Regions from separate parts of the Sus scrofa genome. Here region 1 is linked to region 2. Evidence: chromatin contacts called from public Hi-C data. All regions are on one chromosome and are shown on one strand. Each heading gives the region's core, a stretch centred on a gene start, on an enhancer-like site or on the middle of the called end of the contact. The rest is flanking DNA. Distances are from core to core; before and after follow the strand shown. Region 1 overlaps PRKAR2B (cAMP-dependent protein kinase type II-beta regulatory subunit). Region 2 has its middle 160 kb from the start of NAMPT.

Region 1 (5,609 bases), core at 3,094-5,593, 620 kb after region 2:
TCCTGGTTACTAGTCAGGTTCTTAACCTGCTGAGCCACAATGGGAACTTCCCCAAATAAATTTCTTAAAGGTGGTCTGTCTACAAGACTTGAAAGTTGACTTAAAGACATTTGGGTGAGGGGAGGGAGGGAGATTCTTTTCATAGGTGATATTAGGATGCAGAGGAGCAGACCCCAGCAAAGCCGATTCTGAAAGACTGTTTAAGCTGATGCTTAGGGATCACCTGGGGATTTAGTTAAAAGGCAGATTCTGATTCATTGGGTCTGGGAGGAGGCGGAGCCTTAGAAGCCCCCTGGAGACAGCAGTGCTGCTGGTGCCCAGATTTAAACAGCCCTGATTAAGGGAAGGTTGACAATATTTGTATTCTCTTTTAACATTGTGAGAAACATCACACACTATATATGTACACTTTTGTCTTTTGCTTTTTAGGGTTGTACCTGTGGCCTGTGGAAGTTCCCAGGCCAATGGTCAAATCAGAGCTGCAGCCCCCAGTCTGCAACACAGCCACAGCCACAACAACGCGGGATCCGAGCTGCGTCTGAGACTTAGACCACCGATCACGCCAATGCCCGATCCACGGAGCGGGGGCAGGGTTCGAACCTGTATCCTCATGGACACTAGTTGGGTCTGGTACCACTGAGCCACAACAGGAACTTCCCACCCTATAGTTTTGACATGCATCTACTCAGTTATTTCTGACAAGTCCTTTTAAGGAGGCGAGGTGAGGTAACAAGAAGTACAGGACTGCAGCTTCACAGGAGTTACGCATTATCAGTCACCACACAGTGTTGGACTCTGAAGTGGATTCAGCTGATAGAAATCTCTTGATTGGAAAAATGAGATATATTGTGCACTTCTTTTTTTTTTTTTCTGTCTTTTTGCCATTTCTTGGGCCGCTCCCGTGGCATTTGGAGGTTCCTAGGCTAGGGGTTGAATCAGAGCTGCAGCTGCCAGCCTGCGCCAGAGCCACAGCAACTCTGAGCCTCCTCTGCAACCTACACCACAGCTCACGGCAACGCCGGATCCTTAACCCACTGAGCAAGGCCAGGAATCGAACCCGCAACCTCATGGTTCCTAGTTGGATTCGTTAACCACTGAGCCATGATGGGAGCTCCCCCTCTTTTGTTTTTTTGTCTCATTTCTTCTTATTAAAACCAGGCAGTTACTTGTTTACTTATTAAAAATGTGATGAGTCACTTTTTAAGTGCTGGAAGAAGAATTGGAATTGTTTCCAGTTGGAATTGGAATTGTTTCAGGCTCATCATCTGAAGTGTTTTAAGGAGGATGAAAGATCTCAGTACCCAAAGCCAGCAAAGTTAAAAACTCAAACCTGAGTGAACTTGGCCCCTAGGAAGTGCTTACCTGCCCTGTCTTGAGTTTCCTTAAGGAAGGTATCACTGAAAATTTAATCATCCTGATGGGGTTGCTATCCAGAATCAGATTGTCACACGGAAGCCTCCTCTCTGCAGTTCCTCTGAACAAGGTCACATATTTAGCTGGTTGGCCTTTTGATTCCTGATAGTTTTCAGCCCTGGCGGGAACCCTAAACTACTGACAAAGGCCCAGCATTTCCCAGGGTGCATGATACTTAGGTCATTTTCAGAGATTTTTACTAATCTGTACATATTTTAAACTTTACAAACAGTGGCACAGTGAGTTAAGAATTCAACTGCAGCAGCTCGGGTCACTGTGGAGGTGCAAGTTCAATCCCCAGCCCCAGTACAGTGGCGTAAAGGATCTGACATTACTACAACTGTGGCATAGGTTGCAGATGTGGTTTGGAGTCAGTCCCTGGCCTGAGAACTTCATATGCCATAGGTGCAGCCGTTAAAAAAAGAAAGTGGACAGTTTGTGATGATCACCTTGGGGTGTGTGCATAAGTGCAATAGCTGCTTTTAAAAATCATAATAATTAACATAATCAGTTAATACTTCAAACCTGCTTTCTTAGCAATTCACCTAACCAGCCCCCTTCCGGAGAAAGTTTTAAGACCAACAGATTGGAGCTCTGCCGCATCAGTGCAGGTATAAAGATAAGCAAATCTCAAGAGAAAAGTCCTTTGTAGAAGAGTCCAGCTTTGTAAATAAGACGAGGTCACTGTTAGCCCTGGGGAATTAACTGATCTGCAGGACTGTGCTGGTGATTCAGAGAGGTGAGGACTGAAATGACTATAGGATGAAAATCTTTGAAATGGGACTTTCTGGATTTTATTTTTATGTCACAGTGGGTGTGAAGAGGTGAGCCACTAATAGAAATTTTTTTCTGACACACATTGCTCATTATGATTAATTTCTAAATTGCTAACCTCTTTCTAGGCTTCTCTGTTTTGCTGTAAACTCTTCTTCATAAAGTGGTGTGCAGCCAGTCCCCAGAACAGATTACATAGCAGAGTCACTTGGAGAGTTTTTACAGAATACAGATTATTATATATAGAGTCCTGTGTGCCAAGATTTTGAGTCATTAAAGTGTGGGATCTTAGGAGTTTCCGTTGTGGCTCTGTGTCTTAAGAACCTTACTGGGATCCATGAGGATTCAGGTTCGATCCCTGGCCTCACTCACTGGGTTAAGGATCTGGTGTTGCCATGAGCTGCAAAGTAGGTTGCAAACACCGATCCCTCGTTGCTGTGGCTGTGGTGTAGGCTTGGCAGCTGTGGCTCCAATTCAACCCCTAGCTTGGGAACTTCCATATGCCCTGGGTATGGTCCTAAAAAAAGTAAATAAATAAAAATAAAGTATGGGATCTTAGAAACTTTTTTTTTTAAAACACCACTGCTGATTCTGATGCAGAGCTAGACTTGGAAATTATTTCAATATTTTACAATTATCTTAAATTTTTTTCTCTTTTTAAAAAATGACTAAGTCTAAACTATAACCCTTATAAAATTATAATAAACGAAATCGGAGAACAAGATGTTTAGTTTCCTAGAGACTTAATCCACACTTGCATTTTTCCCCCATCCTATCAGTTCATTTAAATTCAGCCTTAATATGTTGGCACAGTAATTTATTAAAGAACATATTCCAATTAATTTTACTTTATATTAAACGGTATTGTTGTTTATCAGTTTATGCCAAACTAACGTAATTCTGAGCACTCTGAGAACTAAATGTTTGGTAGGAATTTTTGTAATATAAAATTTGTAGTAAAACCATTTTTAGAGCCATTAGCTTTAAAGTTTTCCCTGGTTCCTTATTTCACTTCTGTATCCTTGAGGTTAAGTAGTATAAACATAGGAACATTTTAGAATGATGAGCATGATAAACACTGTCATCAAACTCTCCTCAAAGAAGTCGTAGTTTCTCTGTATATTTTAAAAAAGAAACTCTGGTATATGGATGTGATAAAAAGCCTAGTCAATAATTTTTCTATATCTCTTTACATTGTAAGTGCATGATTAAAAATTTTTCCTAATACTGTTTTCCATCGTTTTTTTTTTTACTGCAGTCCACAAGAAACACATTAGGAAATGTCACACCAGTGTATATGTTTGTGTGCCTTTGTGTATAATGGAAATAAATATATAACTCAACACTTGACTAAAAAGGATGCCCACAGATTTTCTCTTTTGTTTTTTCTTTTTTAAAGATGAAAATGCCGGTCATGGGTCAAGGGGGTCAAAAGGTACAAATTTCTAGATACAAATGCATGCTGAGGACAGAGTATACACCACGGTAACCAGTTAATAGTAACAGTGTTGTACATTTGAAATTTCTCATCACAAGAAAAAAAATGTGGTAGCTATATGTATGGTGATGGATGTTAATTAGAGTTAATATGATCATTTCACGATATATACAGATACTGAATCATTATGTTGTACATTTGAAACTAATAAAATGTTGTGTGCCAGTTACACCTAAAAAAAATGCCAGTCATGTCCCACCGAATTGATTTCATAACACTCTAAGGCTGTTATCTGTAGCGAAAGAACTCACTTGCTGGTTTCAATTCTCAGAAACTAAGTAGGATGATGGGGTTGCCAGGGGCTGAGGGTGGTGGGGAAGAGGTAGGTTAAAGAGAAAAAACTTGCAGTTATGAGTAAGTTTTGAGGATCCGGTGTAAAACGTGATGATTATAGTTAACAACAGTATATACTTGAAAGCTGCAAAGAATAAATCTTTAATGTTCTTACCACAGAAAAGAAATGGTAATTATGTGAGGTGATAGCGGTATTAACCATCTGTGGTGGTAATCATTTCACAGTATATAGGTATGTCATATCAACGTATTGTTTATACCTTTAATGCATACGTCATAAATCACTTTTCTCTCAAAAGGGGAGGGGGTGGGGCAGGAAAGAACGGGGAGCGTATTAAGTGGTGCGACAGCGCCACCTTGTGGTGTAGCCCGCCGGTTACACGTTGGTGCTTTCTTTAAAAAACCTGAAAGTCACGTTTTATATGGTTCTACATGTATGCTTAAAGAAGTAATCTGAAATGAGTTACGTTAGAAGTATAATGATGTTCATCTTTTATTTCAAAATCTTCAATTATTGTTTGTTCTTTGTAGGGAATAAATTCAAACTGTCTCTTCAAACCTTCTTTCCCCATAAAGTCTACCTTTTAACTGTCTTCGTATTTGACATTCTGCCTTTAGGACAGGGTAACCTTCAGGAGAATAATTGTAAAAAATAATGCCAAAAAGAGGAAAATGTATGAAAGCTTTATTGAGTCACTGCCATTCCTTAAATCTTTGGAAGTAAGTATATGTTTGTGCTTTTATTTTGCTTTAAAAGCTTTTGTTTTGTTGGGAATGCTTAGTTCTATTGGAAGTTTCTTTGAATAATAATTTATCCATATTTTCATTTGAGAAGATTATATAGCGTTTGTACAGCTCAGCCTTTCTTTTCCTGCCTATAGCTGCATTTGTTTTGTCGTATGTAAGCAATAGACTCCTAGGAGCATCCTTGGCAGATCTGTATTTGGTCTTTATCTGAACGCAGACTTAAAAGAACCCCACAAATGTAGGCAGTGGCCGCTTAGTTATGCCTTTATAGGATCAGATTATCCAAATACAGCACATCCTCACTGGCCTCTCCTCCTTTATTCCTCTTCTCCTTTCTCCTAAAATTGGCATTCTAGGGTCTCTTTTTCTTTTGGCAGGCTCACCCTAACCCTCTTCACATGGTGAACTTGTCAAATCCCCTGGCTTATAAGTCTATTATGTTGATGCCTCTTAGAATTGTTGTTACTGGGCAAGGCCCAGCCCTTGAACGCCAGGCTCATTTATCTAACTGCATATTTAACATTTTCTCTGGGGTGTCTGATAGAAAGCTCACACCTAATCCGGCCCAAACCTCCTCCCACCCCACTTCCCATCTTAGAGACAGCACTGCCATCCTTCCAGCATCTAAGCCACAGTCCTTCGGACTGACGAACTCATGGGCGGATGTGACTCTCTGTTGGCTTAAAGTAGTAGAAATTCAGGCCACATTTCAGAATGCATTTTGGGCAGCTGATCTTTTCCAGCAACAGTTCTCTCTAAATAAAAATAGCTCAGGGGTTGGAAATGCACATGCCTTAGAGTTAACATATTGAAGAAAACCAAGCCAGGATGGGACTTTGGTAAACTGGAAAACATGTGCTCCATCTAAAGAAACAGCTGCTAG
Region 2 (5,850 bases), core at 1,800-4,299:
ATGTGGGTTAAGGATCTGGTGTTGTCGTGAGCTGTGGTGTAGGTCATAGACACAGCTCAGATCCCACGTGTCTGTGGCTATGGTGTAGGCCAGCGTCTGCAGCTCTGATTCAACCCCCTAGCCTGGGAATCTCCATATGCCAAGGGTGTGGCCCTAAAAAGCAAAAAAAAAAAAAAAAAAAAAAAAAAAAAATTGCCTTCCTGCTCAGTCCCTATGTCACATGCTCCTAGCCATTCTTCAGCTCTGTCCCCACTGCTGGCGCCGCTCAGGAAGAAGGGCAGGGAGGTTCCAACTCCCCAGGGTGAGTCCTTTGTGGCCCACACGGCTCTACAGACATGCCCGCAACATTACAGGCATGAGAACACAGCGCCGCCCAACAGCAACTGAACCCCCAAAACACTGATTTACATTTTCTACAGAATTAAGTGATTCTTTAGAGGTGGTGTGGACTCTTCAGAGAGAGGGATGTTGGCCTGAGGCTGGAGTAGATGGGCCCAGTTTTACAAATCATTTCTTCTCTGTGGCTGACCTTCTATGGCATAACACAAGGCCTTTGTTTTTCCTTCAGTTTGAGAACTTTCCCTTCTGACCTTGCTTTGCATAAGATACCTATGAAAGGTCAAAGATAAAGCCGCTGACAATCCCAGCATCTCACTGGAGACAGACATTTTTATCACCTCTCATCAGGGTGAGTCACCAAGGGGATATTTTGATTCCATCTCCTTTCCTTTTTTTCACATCCCCTCCTGTGTGATGTGAACAAGCCAGGAAATTTTTGCTTTCTTAATAATACATATCTTATTATGAGGCTTATAGCATCCTGCTAGGGTGAGCAGAGAAAGTCTTACCCCAATTTTTCAGATGGGGAAACTGAGGCTCAGAGACGTTGCACAACCTAGCCAAAGTTGCCCACGTGGAAAGTGGGAGAATCTGGTCTGAATTTTTTCTTTTTCTTTTCATTCTTTCTTTTCTTTTTTCTTTTTTTTTTCCTGCAGCATATGGAAGTTCCCAGGCCAGGGTTCGAATCCGTGCCACAGCTGTAACCAGAGCTACAGCAGTGACAACACCAGATCCTTAACCTGCTGAACCACATGGAAACACCTAAAATGTTTTTGTTTTTTACTCTACACTCAAGATCTGTTTTGTTAAAACGAACAGCCAAAAGGAAAACTAAGGATCCTAATAATTCATGGTGGGATAATCAGCCTGCCAAATAGGTTAATTGTTTGTTAAATTTTTAGTTTCTGATGTTTCTATCTATTAAAATCGTGATGGGCATGGAACCAACTGTATTCCCTACAGATGATCACGCGTGCACGCACACACACACATGGGATTACGTAGTACTAAAGTGAACAGCTGTTACCACGGAAACTTCTGAAAATATTACACTTGCAGGAGTGTAAAAGGGGCCCAGAGGAGGATGTATTTTGACTTTTTAATGACTCGTCAGCTTCACCCAGTGTATGTGTTCAAGTTTTGCCCTCAGACGTTCTAAAACATTCTATGATGAGCTCAAGAGACAACAAATGATAGCTGTTAAAAACTCTCAGGAAAGCCCTCTCCACTTGAGATGAAAGAGACAGGCATGTATGCACAGCATCTTGGAGAAGACAAGGCAGGGCAGGGGGATGGAAGGCAGGAGGGTTTGGAAAATGTGCGGAGGGGCATCACTGCTGTGGATCAAAGTTTATCTCCATACGTCTTGGTGAGCAGAATACAAGCAGCTTGTTTCCATGGCTCCCCCGACTCCTGGAGCCTGGGACCCTCTGGGCTGTCTGCTAGACATTCTACTCAACCTCCCTGGCCCCTGGTTCCTGTGGAGGAAGTTACCCATAATGCTTGTCCAATCAGTGACTTTCTGTACCCAAGCCATTTTTTCCTACCCATGCCTTTTTTGTTTGTTTGTTTTTTAGGGCCACGCCTGTGGCATGTGGAAGTTACAGGCTGGGGTAGAATCAGAGCTGCAGGTGCTGACCACAGCCACAGCAACGTGGGATGTGAGCCTCATCTGCAATCTACACCACAGCTCACAGCAATGCTGGCTCCTTAACCCAGCTGGATCCTTAACTGAGTGAGGCCAGGGATCACACCCAAGTCCGCATGGATACTAGTTGGGTTCATTACCACAGAGCCACAATGGGAACTCCCTCCCACCCATTCTCTTACAGGCTTATGGGTGACTTGCCTGTGTACCAGACAAGATATTGCAGCTCCCCCCTTGATGCTTTCTGGAAACTTATCTGGAAAATAACATTCTACCCACCATTTATGCTATTCTCTGCACAAAGAGATTACATTAAATGGGAAAGACAGCTGTGAAATCCTATCATTTGTATATAAATGGGATGAGTTTGATGGGAGGAGGCTAGGCACAGGGTACTAAAGACAGACAGGCAGGAATACCATAGGTCCATCTGAAAGCCTCCAGCAAGGCACAGAGCTGGGCATCTGCCAGACATAGGCAGGGAAAAGCATTCTGGATAGAGAGAACAGTGTATGCAAACTCAGAGACATGAAAAAAATGCCATGTTTGGCCAAAAGCCAAAATGTCTGTGTTGTTAAATATGTATGCCTGAGTGTGTGTGTGTGTGTGTGTGTGTGTGTGTGTGTGTGTGTGTGTGATATTCTTACACATGCCATAAGACCAGTCAAGGGCCAGGGTGGAAAGGTCACGTGTGCTCTGTCTTGGAATTTGCATTTGGTCCCACACCCGTGAGGTGGGCTTTCAAGCAGTAAAGTGACATGATCAGTTCCAAGGTCTAGAAAGGAGACTTTGGTGGCAGTGGGGTGGAAGGGGAAGAGACTAGAGGCAGGGAGGCCAGGAGGAAGCAGCTGCAGTCGTGGAAATGACAGAGGACATCAGGCCCAGCCAAGGTGGGCAGTGAGCCCACAATGACAGTACTCAGGGGCACGAAAAAGGAAGACACTGTTGTAAATAACCCAAATGATGAACAAGGAGGGAGGGCTGAATATCCCTGAGTGCCACTTCCGTGGGAGGCCTCTGCCAAGGAGGGGTCAAGAAAACCCTATGTTCAAGAGGATCGCTATAGGAGTTCCCGTTGTGGCTCCACTGAACCCAACTAGTATCCATGAGGATAGGGGTTCGATCCCTGGCCTTGCTCAGTGGATTAAGGATCTAGTGTTGCCGTGAGCTGTGGTGTAGGTCACAGACGCGGCTCGGATCTGGCGTGGCTGTGGCTGTGGCATAGGCTGGCAGCTGTAGCCCGACTGGACCCCTAGCCTGGGAACCTCCATATGCCACAGGAGGAGCCCTGAAAAGACAAAAGACCAAAAAAAAAATTGTTATAAAGCAGGCAGAGAGTTTTGCATTTTTTGATCTTTGAAAGGAATAGTAAAATAGTTGCTTAAGAAAGGCTTTAAAACCACTAGTTTTTTTTTTTTTTTTTTTTTTAAATCAAGTGTACCTTCTGATCAAAGAGGTCTAGCTTACAGGGACTGATAAGGTGGAGGCAGAATATTTCCTTATTTCACTTTAGCTGAAGACATTTCTGTATTGCTTTTGCACTTTTTTTTTTTTTTTTCTCTCCTGCAATTAATCTGCCACCTCGTGGCCTAATGAGAAATTTCAGTTTTTACAGACTGGAGAGGGAGAATGGATGAAGCAGGAATCAGTATTCTTTTGGCCAATATAAGCATCAATACAGTACTAACCATCATGAATAATCCATCAATACAGGAGTGCCTTCCTCTGACTATAAAATGCCCCTCTTACCTGCTATCCAGAAAACATTTGTAATTTCCTTTAGAACTCTGGAATAAGAGCTTGGCTTAAAGACACCTCTTACATCTGTATACTTCTGAGTTCATTCAATAAAAACTGGAATATACTTCATATTTTAATGAGAAGAGAAACTGCCCTAAAAGCTACAGAGGGTCATCTGATTATTTTCAACTTACAAACTATAGCTTAAAAGTAATAATGTGAATTTATACACACAGAAGAAACCTGGATACTGAAAAAACACCCATTAAACTAAAACAAGTGAACACAGGCTGATGAATGACATCCCTGTTCTCTGGTCAAGTCTTGAGATCAGTGTTTAATAACTGATCTTCTTGAGAAACGGAGAGGAGTGCTTATGTGGGGCAAGAGTGGTCCTTAAGTGGAATCACTTCTTGGATTCTACACAAAACAAATGAGCAAGGGCCCCATCCCTATGCATCCCCTTAGTCAGGAGTGCAGTGCAGCAAGGTGGAAACGGGGCCTGCCCAGGGTTCTGTTGGCCTCTGCTGTGCAGACGTTTAACCTTTTAGTGGAAAACAGTGAGGCCAGGAGGGGAGTCCCAGAGACGGGATGGGCTGTGGCACTGGAAAGCCAGACTAGTGTACACTGGCTGAGTCTTAGCCCCGCTCTTAGTTCCCCCTGCTCAACCTCAGAAATGCTGCCCAAAGAAAAATGTCTTTAATTTAATTTAATTTAATTTATTTATTTTTGTCTTTTTGCCATTTCTTGGGCCGCTCTCACGGCATAGGGAGGTTCCCAGGCTAGGGGTCGAATCGGAGCCATAGCCACCGGCCTATGCCAGAGCCACAGCAACACGGGATCAGAGCTGTGTCTGCGACCTACACCACAGCTCACGGCAACACCAGATCCTTAACCCACTGAGCAAGGCCAGGGATCGAACCCACAACCTCATGGTTCCTAGTCAGATTCGTTAATCACTGAGCCATGACGGGAACTCCTCTTATTTTAATTGAGAGAGAACTCCATATATAATCTTATTCGTTTCAGGTGTAAAACGCAATGATTCGATATTTGTATACATTGCAAAATGATGAGAGATGTTTTTTAATAGTTATATTCTTCTAGTACCTTATTTACAATATAAAATCACTAACACAGATGTGGCCAAAGTGCTTTTTTTTTTTTTTTTTTTTTTGTTCTACTGTGAAGCAGGGGTGTCCCAGGACCATTAAAAACATTAAAAGTTTTTTAAAGGCTATTTCAGCCATCTAGTTGCTAGTGATTTTCCTGATTCTATTTCTTCTTTTTTTTTTTCAGTGATTTTTATTTTTTTCCATTATAGTTGGTTTACAGTTATTTCTTCTTCTTCTTCTTCTTTTTTTTTTTTTTTTTTTTTTTCTCTTTTTACAGCTGTGCCTGTGGCATGTGGAAGATCTTGGGTTCAGGGTGGAATCAGAGCTGCAGCTGCCAGCCTATGCTATGGCCAAAGAAACACCAGATCTGAGCCACATCTGTGATCTACACAGAAGTTTGGGGGCAAGGCAAGATCCTTAACCCACTGAGTGAGGCCAGGGATCTAACACACATCCTCACAGAGACAAGGTTGGGTCCTTAACCCACTGAGCCACAGTGGGAACTCCTGTTTTTATTTCTGTATCTACATTTTAGTATGATTACACAATTCAAACATTTTAGTATGATTACACAATTCAGTCAACCTTCTTGTTTTCTAGGTCTGAGCATGTTGTCCATAGTGATAATTTAGTGTCCCCCATCCTAAAAGTAATTTTCCGAATTTGTTATCTATCTTAAGGAATCAGCACATGAAATGCATAAACTTCTTCCAGAATTTGGTTATAGTTGGTTAGCAGTAAGACTCAATTACTCTTTAACATATGAAAGGAATGAAATTTCTGATTTTTTTCCCCCTAATTTAGAATATTGGCTTCCCCCGCTGTCCAAATAATGATGATGATGATGCTGCTGATGATTTTTACTCTATTTACAACATGTCAAAGAACGTGAGAACCGGAAGGAAACTGAAACGTAGCTGAGTCCACTCAGCTGCTGTTTACGTCATGTCTGTTTTAAACACTCTAGTTGGTTTTGATCCATTCTGCATAAACACTGATGGAGGGGAG

The links. Hi-C and Micro-C count contacts between places; a contact is called where the count stands out from the background.
Region 1: a Hi-C map of retroperitoneal adipose tissue shows a contact between it and region 2, with 3 times the contacts expected there. The contact joins two enhancer-like sites. A contact is called at or near these places in 23 of 47 Hi-C or Micro-C datasets (adipocytes, alveolar macrophages, embryonic fibroblasts and 14 more) and 2 of 2 datasets of contacts at active chromatin or transcription factors (alveolar macrophages and skeletal muscle).

Annotation. Positions count from the first base shown.
Region 1 is chr9:106,943,213-106,948,821 of Sscrofa11.1, forward strand. PRKAR2B (cAMP-dependent protein kinase type II-beta regulatory subunit) reads left to right here. Exons shown (of 11, transcript XM_021102599.1): 7 at 4,598-4,699. Among named protein-coding and RNA genes, the nearest start is that of HBP1, 20 kb to the right of the region's middle. Within about 2 kb of position 4,344, at least 12 of the 83 cell types and tissues checked have an H3K27ac peak or open chromatin away from gene starts, as enhancers often do. A contact at or near this core is called in retroperitoneal adipose tissue, where this site is marked.
Region 2 is chr9:106,322,417-106,328,266 of Sscrofa11.1, forward strand. No RefSeq gene overlaps it. Among named protein-coding and RNA genes, the nearest start is that of NAMPT, 160 kb to the left of the region's middle. Within about 2 kb of position 3,050, at least 4 of the 83 cell types and tissues checked have an H3K27ac peak or open chromatin away from gene starts, as enhancers often do. A contact at or near this core is called in retroperitoneal adipose tissue, where this site is marked.